3 separate regions of the Mus musculus genome follow, and all the other regions are linked to region 1. The links are chromatin contacts, called in public Hi-C and HiChIP or PLAC-seq maps. All regions are on one chromosome and are shown on one strand. The core of a region is the stretch at or near the end of the contact, and the rest is flanking DNA. Distances in the headings are between cores, read along the strand shown. Region 1 holds the start of 1700017L05Rik (RIKEN cDNA 1700017L05 gene). Region 2 has its middle 110 kb from the start of 1700017L05Rik. Region 3 overlaps Igfbp7 (insulin-like growth factor binding protein 7).

What was found. HiChIP or PLAC-seq counts read pairs in DNA pulled down with a chosen protein or histone mark. A called contact is a pair of places that touch in the nucleus more often than the background predicts.
Region 2: a contact with region 1 is called in a Hi-C map of uterus, with 2.8 times the contacts expected there. The contact joins the enhancer-like site here to the promoter of 1700017L05Rik in region 1. A contact is called at or near these places in 18 of 484 Hi-C or Micro-C datasets (the HL-1 cell line, the N1E-115 cell line, Sertoli cells and 10 more) and 4 of 115 datasets of contacts at active chromatin or transcription factors (astrocytes, embryonic stem cells and heart atrium).
Region 3: a contact with region 1 is called in a CTCF HiChIP or PLAC-seq map of CD8 T cells, with 7 read pairs. The contact joins the enhancer-like site here to the promoter of 1700017L05Rik in region 1. A contact is called at or near these places in 1 of 15 datasets of contacts at CTCF or cohesin (CD8 T cells), 9 of 484 Hi-C or Micro-C datasets (the 63-12 cell line, the AML12 cell line, CD4 single positive thymocytes and 6 more) and 1 of 115 datasets of contacts at active chromatin or transcription factors (large pre-B cells).

Annotation. Positions count from the first base shown.
Region 1 is chr5:77,464,213-77,466,810 of GRCm38.p6, forward strand. 1700017L05Rik (RIKEN cDNA 1700017L05 gene) reads left to right here and starts at 1,276. Exons shown (of 2, transcript NR_131050.1): 1 at 1,276-1,605.
Region 2 is chr5:77,578,685-77,581,282 of GRCm38.p6, forward strand. No RefSeq gene overlaps it. Among named protein-coding and RNA genes, the nearest start is that of 1700017L05Rik, 110 kb to the left of the region's middle. Within about 2 kb of position 1,322, at least 86 of the 459 cell types and tissues checked have an H3K27ac peak or open chromatin away from gene starts, as enhancers often do. A contact at or near this core is called in the N1E-115 cell line, adipose-derived mesenchymal stem cells, astrocytes and 5 more, where this site is marked.
Region 3 is chr5:77,371,752-77,374,349 of GRCm38.p6, forward strand. All of the region lies in intron 1 of Igfbp7 (insulin-like growth factor binding protein 7), which reads right to left. Among named protein-coding and RNA genes, the nearest start is that of Gm34648, 14 kb to the right of the region's middle. Within about 2 kb of position 1,285, at least 93 of the 459 cell types and tissues checked have an H3K27ac peak or open chromatin away from gene starts, as enhancers often do. A contact at or near this core is called in CD8 T cells, the HL-1 cell line, the N1E-115 cell line and 1 more, where this site is marked.

The DNA.
Region 1 (2,598 bases), core at 26-2,525:
ACACCTTCATCTGATCTCTACAGGCACCTGCACTGAGGGGTGCATACCTCTCCCACATATACTCATAATTAAAATAATGAGTCTTAAGAATCGTTCGTATTTATTTTTGACAGTTTCCTCAATGTCTATCATAAATTTTAGTCCTTTTTACACTCTTCCCTGTCTCATCCCCTTCCTTTTCCTGTTGAACCCCCCCCCCCACTTTCCAACAAGCCCCCATCCTACTTTGATGCCCCCCCCCCCCCGTGTGTGTGTGTGTTTGACTTACTGAATCCAATTAAGATTCCTTGTATGGGTGAGAGGTTATTTGGAGCATGTGTGGTTTATCAATGGCTTCTCCACTGAAGAAACCACCCCCACCCCCCACCCCTGTCATGGACTGCGGATATGCTCTGTGGAGAGCCGAAGATACAAGGAGCTCCTCTCTAATCCATGATAAAACGCTGGCAGGCTGAACCTTGTACAGTCCTTGTGGCTCTCGGAGTTTCCTGTCAAGACTATTGGTGACTTTTCGAGCCTATCGTGAAGGAACTTCCCGTCCAGTTCTATCTCCCCATTTACATTGCTCTGGGTCCCGATGTAGCTGATATTTAAATCAGGCCCACGATGCTGTGATGGTATACCGTACAAGGCTCCAGTCTCAGCACAGGGCTGAGCCCTGAACACCTTCAAACATCAACAGTTAGTGACCGAGGCACCCGCCTTAGACCAGCTGAACCTATTATTAGTGAATGGAAGAAGACACAGCCAGCGGACCTTGTATGCTATCCCGAGGGCCTGTCAAGGCCTCTTTCACACTGTCTCCACCAGTCCCAGGCACGGTGGCTTCAGTTTGGAGGGAGCGGTGGAGAGCAGTGTATGTCGAGAGAAACACTGCCCCCTGGCTGCCATCCTGGTCTCTGGACGCTGGGTACTTTCATCTGAAAACCTCAAGCCAAAAGAAACTCAGGTTGATTGTTTCCAGGAGGCAAAAAAAGTGTCCCAAGATGGCTTGTTAGACATGAAAGTGGCCGGCGACTTCTAACTTGCAGATTTTCTTGCTAACAAAATATGATAAAGTTATGTCTCACTGGGGACACAGCTACATATTCATGAAAAAGAAACGGACTGGCAAAAATCCTCTAGCACAGTCTTAGTCATGCTTTCCGTGGGTGGTGGGGTCCTGACGAACTGGTTCTTACACACCCCGTTCTGCTGTCCAGATTTCTGACAATTGAGTATGTATTACGTCACAATGAGAACCCTGAATCCCGCCAACACATTTGCTTACCGAGCGGCAGACGCTGGAATGAACACCAGATGGGGAGGTCTGTGTGAATTTTTGCCACTGTCTCCTTCCCATCCTAGTTGTCCCAAATGAGAGGCCCGTGGGTCTGCCAGAGGAGAGTTCTGTATGGTACAAAGGCTTGGGGGGAATCTGTTCCCTGTCTTTCTACAAAGATGCTCGTCACAGCCCATCCCTGCCAAAGGCTGTCCCTGGGACACATATGATGGTTTCCAGTACTACCCTCGGGTTTGATGATTCCCTAGAGGGACTCTCAGGATCTAGCAAGGCTGTTGTCTTCACAGATATGGTTTGTACAGCGAAAGGATACAGATTAATAGGCATGTATCAATAACTACTATACGGGGTCACTCGTGTGTGTGTGTGTGTGTGTGTGTGTGTGTGTGTGTGTGCATAAGTGATTGATGCTTAGAGTCTTTTGAGGGAAGATGGATGGCCAGGAAGGCAAAGCGTCTAGAAATCATGTCATATGAAGGATATGACAGTATTTAATATGGAAGCAAGAAGGCCCACCTTACACTGCCTGTGTTTGATGGGTTGCCATGGAGAAGCAGAAGCAGACACATGAGGTCTAGTTCTAGAGGAGATGAGGAGATCCAATAAGGAAGGAGCAGGAGGCTGGAGCCTGCAGAGGTGACAGGAGCTCTCTAAGAATTACAAGTGCCCAATGGCAGATCCAGACTTCTAGACTGTTCAGTCCTTGACACTATGAGTGAGAAGATATGGCCCTTTGCAGGTTCACTGGGATGATCTCAGAGGTGCGTGGGAGCTTGGCTGACAGTGGCTCTACAGCTCTCTCTTCTAGTGTGTGCCTTGCTCATTTCTCTTGCTAGCATCCGGTAGGATGCACCATTCACAGCAGGCCTTGGGAGTACTTGGTAGTATTGCACCTTTGAAGGGGTTGCTAATCCCGTGGAATGTAGGAAGCAAAGGCCTCTTAGCCTCTACCTTGTTATCTCCCTAGATTGAAACCTCAGCTTGCCCTAGCCAGTGTTTCTTTTTAGGATGATTAAAGTCTTTGGCTCCGTCTGAACCCATTCATTTTAACTATTCCATTTCCCAAGAATATCATCTCATTACTTTTTCAATGACTCAATATTTTCAGCACAAGTGAACGAGTCCAGAAAGTCATTTCAGCCATTGATTATTTTTGGTAACCTTCTGATCTATTCTGAATCTCTCTTCTTTTAATTCTCATTTATGCCCTCCTGTCTCGTCATCTGTTCAGAGCTGAAAATAGTAACTTGGCTTGACCTTATTATCTACCGTTTAAGATTTTATGGTCTTTGGTTAAATCTCATCTTAATAAGTGT
Region 2 (2,598 bases), core at 72-2,571, 110 kb after region 1:
CCTTTCTCCAATGCTTCAGTGTGCACTTGGTCAAAAATTTAGCTTTAAAAAAAGAAAGGAATTAAAGACGATCTGAACATGCGTGAAGAGTAGTGTAGCAGAGTGCCAAAGGAAAGAAAGGGCCTTCTAATGTCATCCCCCACACACAGTTGCCCTTATAGAGGCAGCTTGGATAAACAGAACATCTCCGCGTTTACTTAAACAGTGCCTACATTTTCTTCCTCCCATTCTTTGCACGGGGTTGCTTTTCATTATTTTTTTGATTCCCTTCCGTCTACGTCATAGGTTCTTCCCTACCACATCCTTAAAAGCTCCCCACCAATTAAGGGCCAGCTTCATGGTGGCTCTCCATCTCTTGGGCTGATCCTAGCTGGAAGTAGCATCTCCCTCTTTTGAGCTTCTGTACAACTCAATCTGTTTTTCTTTCAGTGAGTATCTGCTTTAAATCGAATATAATTATACTAGCCATTAAATGGTGATTATCCTGGGTTAAGCTCCTTGGTAACAGTGCCGTTCTGTGTGATCTTTGAGTTATTTACAGGCTAGACTGAGTGTTTGGCGCTCAACAGATATTAGATAAATTGGATAAATGACTCTTAGAAAATATTAGATTCAAAACACAAACACCCGCAGAAAACGGAATCACTACATGGGCCAGTGTAACATTAAAAAACAAAACCAAAGAAAACACAGTACCTGTGTTTAAAATTCTGAAACTATTTGAAAAAAAAATCCCCAATCTTTAGAAGGACAGTTTCTCAAAAATAGAGCAAAACAAATCAGTAAAGAAAATGAAAACATAAGGCCAAAGAAAAAGGATTTATATTTTTGTATATGATCTGTTAAAATCATCTTTTCTAAACTCCTCTTTACCAAGATCCTTAAGGCCTTTGGCACCCCCATCCAAGTTAGTTACTTTCTCTCACTGAGTTAGCCTCAGCCTCTGGTTTGGAGGCAGGGGGATGTGGACTTTTGTTTCTTGTCTTTCTGGTCTTTCAATATACTCATTTACAGAGGCAACGGGGGTGGGGGGTGGGGGGGTGGGGGTGGGGTTGGGGGAGTACATTTAAATGTATACTCAAGACAGTTTCAGACTGGTGTTTTACTAAGGATTTCTGAGACAGGGGGATTGCTATCACTTGTTAATTGAAAAGGAACCCTGGGTTTCGTGCCTTACAGCCTTTCCTGGAATGGGACCACCGGACTGAACAATCTGAAATCATAGTGGGTTGTGCTGTGGCCAGTCAGCTTCAAACCATCCTGTCACTGGTTGGAATTCACGGACTCCCAAGCTCCAGAGAGAGAGAGAAAAGCTGTTTGTTTCCTGGTGCTGACAGGAGGCCCTGGTGGGGGATGAAGTGAGCATTTTTCAGCCTGTGCTTTCAAATGTAACTCGTGTAGTATTTCTCATCCCCGTGCTGTTTGGCTTGCTCCATTTGCTTTTATGACAGTGCTTGGCTACGATTAAATGACAATTTAATGTGCATAATAACTCATTTAAAGTTTTAGCGAGGGCTTGAATGAAGGTGACGGGGTTCGAGCGCATTTTGGAGAACGTTGTACAGTTTAAACCTAAGCCAGGGGGCAACTTAGAAAGATTTCTTATCTCGGCCGAGAACAGCTCCAATTTCTCTATTCTTTATCTTCTCCTCAGCTCTTTGCTCTGTCTGTCTCTGCCTGACACATTTAGTTCTATATCTCAATTGTGCTGGAAAGAGAGAGTGCAGTGGGGTCTGGGCTTAATCCCCACCCCTGGGATTCACGAGCTCTCTGGAAATCATCGTTGGCTGATGTAACTTCTCTAAGCCTGAAGGATTTGTTAACCAGGGACAGTTTATGGGCGCCGAGGCTCGGGACACAGAGGCAGGTTCTCAGTGCTTCTACTCCTGACAGAATGAGAGGGCCGTGGAACTTTCCATTGATTTGACCCTTGTGTGATTCCGTAGATGGCCAGAGCACTGGCCTTGCCTCTATTCCTGGGAGGCACAAGAAGGACAGGGAGGATGAGGAATGGCTAGTTTGTTTGTTTGTTTGTTTTTGGGTTCCCAGCAGGAGTTCCCAGGCTGAAGGCAGAGGTTTAGGAGAAGGACACAGGCACCTAGATTACAGCATCTTACTGTCAGTTTGAGGTACTATGGACTGTGAGTAAGGGAGGGTAAGGGGAATTTCCTGGCTGGCAGTGTTTTTAGCCTTGTTCTCCCACAAGATAAAGTAGGCTCAATGGGTGGGAGGATCAAGTTTCCCCCTGAGCCCTGGCTTTCAATCTTAAGCTCCAAATAGCCCACCAGAGGCTAGATCCTAGCTTGAGAATTCAAGGTGGTTGTCCTTGCTTTCAAGCTTTGACTGGGTCCTTCACATTCCACACCAACTTATGACAATAGGTATACAATCTGGTCCTCTTATATCCAGAGCTCAGTTGGCAGGGAACCCCGTACACCAGCTCCCCAGGAAGGAGAGGTCTCGGCTTCACCAGCACTTTCAGCCTATGCTATTCTGGGCTTGATCCAGAGAACCCTGATCCATCTGCATCTAGCAGATCCAGCAGGCATCCTCAGTTGCTTTAGAAGCCTTTGAAGCCACACTCAGTTGGCACAGGCA
Region 3 (2,598 bases), core at 35-2,534, 92 kb before region 1:
GTTTAGATACAACCCAGAAGACAAAGCTAAAGACTTGCTCTATAGCAGATTGTTCCTATTTTAGTCAACATGTAAGATGTGAACATTAGAGGTCACCTGGGTTCAACCCATATGGCAGGTCACAATCATCCTCGGCTCTAGGGGGTCTGGTGACCTCGTCTGACCACTGCCAACAACAGGAACACACATGGTGCCCAGATATACATCTGAGTGAGACACTCATATACGCAAAATAAATAAATCTCAGTAAGAAAGTACCATGAAGTCAATGAACTTTAGATTTGGAGGGGCCCTCAACTCCATCCTGCCCAAACCTTCTTTGGCCAGATGAGGGTCAAAGGCTCACACATTTGCCTAAGCTCATCTGAAGATGATGGAGAAAAGGAACCAGTGGGCTATATGAACTCGTCTCCTTGATTTGATTAACAACCCCGCAGGAACCTCACCTATCTTTACTCTGAGGCCGTCCAGACAGCATAGCGACTGGGAGAGCAGAAATGTGCTGGGGATAGCCATGAAGCATCCCACCCTGTGCTCCTAGGCGGATGGTCAGCTGCCAGACTCAGCTTGGAAAGAATTCCAGTTTGCATGGATGAAACACGGACAAATAAGATAACTGAGGGTCTGGGTGAGTGATTTCCCCAATTCTCCTGAGCTTCGGGTTGGAAAAGTGCAGCCTGCTCTGGAATTCGAGAACATCACAAACAGTCCTGAGTAGAAACTTCCCAAGTGACCTCAGCCCATACTTCCGGGCTTGTCTCAGTCCCGTTTCCAGTTGCTGGCTTGCCCACATGTGTCTGAGATAGAAAAAACAAAGAGGAAAAGCTTTCCAAAAAACGCACACTAAGCAAAACATATCTTCCTGTGTTCTCTGGCAAGAGAGCTGGAAAGCAGGTGATGGGTTCAAGGACAGGGATCCCCCAGCAAGATAACTCAGTTTACTGCGGTGAGAAGGGCAGTTGAGGAAACTGCGGTGAGAAGGGCAGTTGAGGAAACTGCGGTGAGAAGGGTAGTTGAGGAAGCTTGGGAAAGAGGCTCTGGAGAGAACACAGTTAACTCTCCTCATCCCGAGACCAAAAATACTAGAGAGGACAATTTAAGGGAGGAAGGGTTTATGTTGGCATATTGTGCAGCCCGTGGTTGCTCCGCCCCTTGGTTGCAAGCAGATCACCATGGTAACGGGGTCACATGATGGAGGCTTCTTGGTGAACAGTAAGTAGAGGAAAGGACATAAAGACAGTGGCCTGGGGAAGATTCCATCTCATTAAGCTACTTCCTCCAAAGGCCCCCGAAGATGAATCACCTTCTAGCAATGCTGTCATCTTAGAACTCTATCAAGGGATTAGCCCTGATTGGGCCACCGCTTGCATGATCTAATGGTTTCTGGAAATGCCCAGATGGAGCTGCAAACATGCTTTATCAACCTCCCAGGTCTGTCTGTCTGTCTGTCTTTCTCTCTTTCTTTCTCTCTTTCTCTCTCTCTCTCTTTCTTTCTCTCTTTCTTTCTCTCTTTCTTTCTTTCTTTCTCTCTTTCTTTCTCTCTTTCTTTCGGTTTTTCGAGACAGGGTTTCTCTGTGTAGCCCTGGCTGTCCTGGAACTCACTCTGTAGACCAGGCTGGCCTCGAACTCAGAAATCCGCCTGCCTCTGCCTCCCGAGTGCTGGGATTAAAGGCGTGCGCCACCACGCCCGGCTCTCTCAGGTGTTTTCTAATCCAGTAAGGTAGGCAGTTGAGAACAATCTTCACACCATCCCTGGACTGACCCCACAACAAGGATGAGGCTCACTCTTTATTGTAGAGTCCTGGAGTGCCACCAGGCAAGCATTTTCTAATTGGCAGGTCCATCCGGAGATAGATGTACCAAGAGGTCAGCCTCCTCCCCGTGCCAGAAGCGTGCAGCTGGATTCTGAGCAGCTCCCCACAGAGTTGGTAATGGTTCCATTGGGAAAGGGTGTTCAGCAACTGCAAGTGAAGATCTGCCTGGGAAAGATCACTTTTAGAGGCCTGGCTCTCACCGGTCAATGCCACTCCTTCAACGTCGCTCCTCTCTGGCTAACTCCTGGGTGCAGGAAATCTCTGACATATCTTTGAATGATTTCCTTCCTTCCTGTGGGTGCATGCTTTAACTGCAACTTGACAAATTATAGCTGTATGTACTTACGGGATAAATGTGATATTATAATTTATGAGTAAAACCAAGCCAAGCCAATGAGTATTTTTATCACTTCAAATTCTTATCCCATCAGTCTGTCTATCTACTATCTATCTATCTATCTATCTATCTATCTATCTATCTATCTATCTATCATCTATCTATCTATCTATCTACATATCATGTATCTCTCTATCCATCATCTCTATCACCTATCTATCTATCTATCTATCTATCTATCTATCTATCTATCTATCTATCCATCTATCTATCTATCTATCTATCTATCATGTATCTCTATCCATCCATCATCTCTATCATCTATCTATCTATCTATCTATCTATCTATCTATCTATCTATCTATCTATCTATCTATCTATCTATCTACCTATCTATCTACCTACCTACCTACCTACCTACCTACCTACCTACCTACCTACCTACCT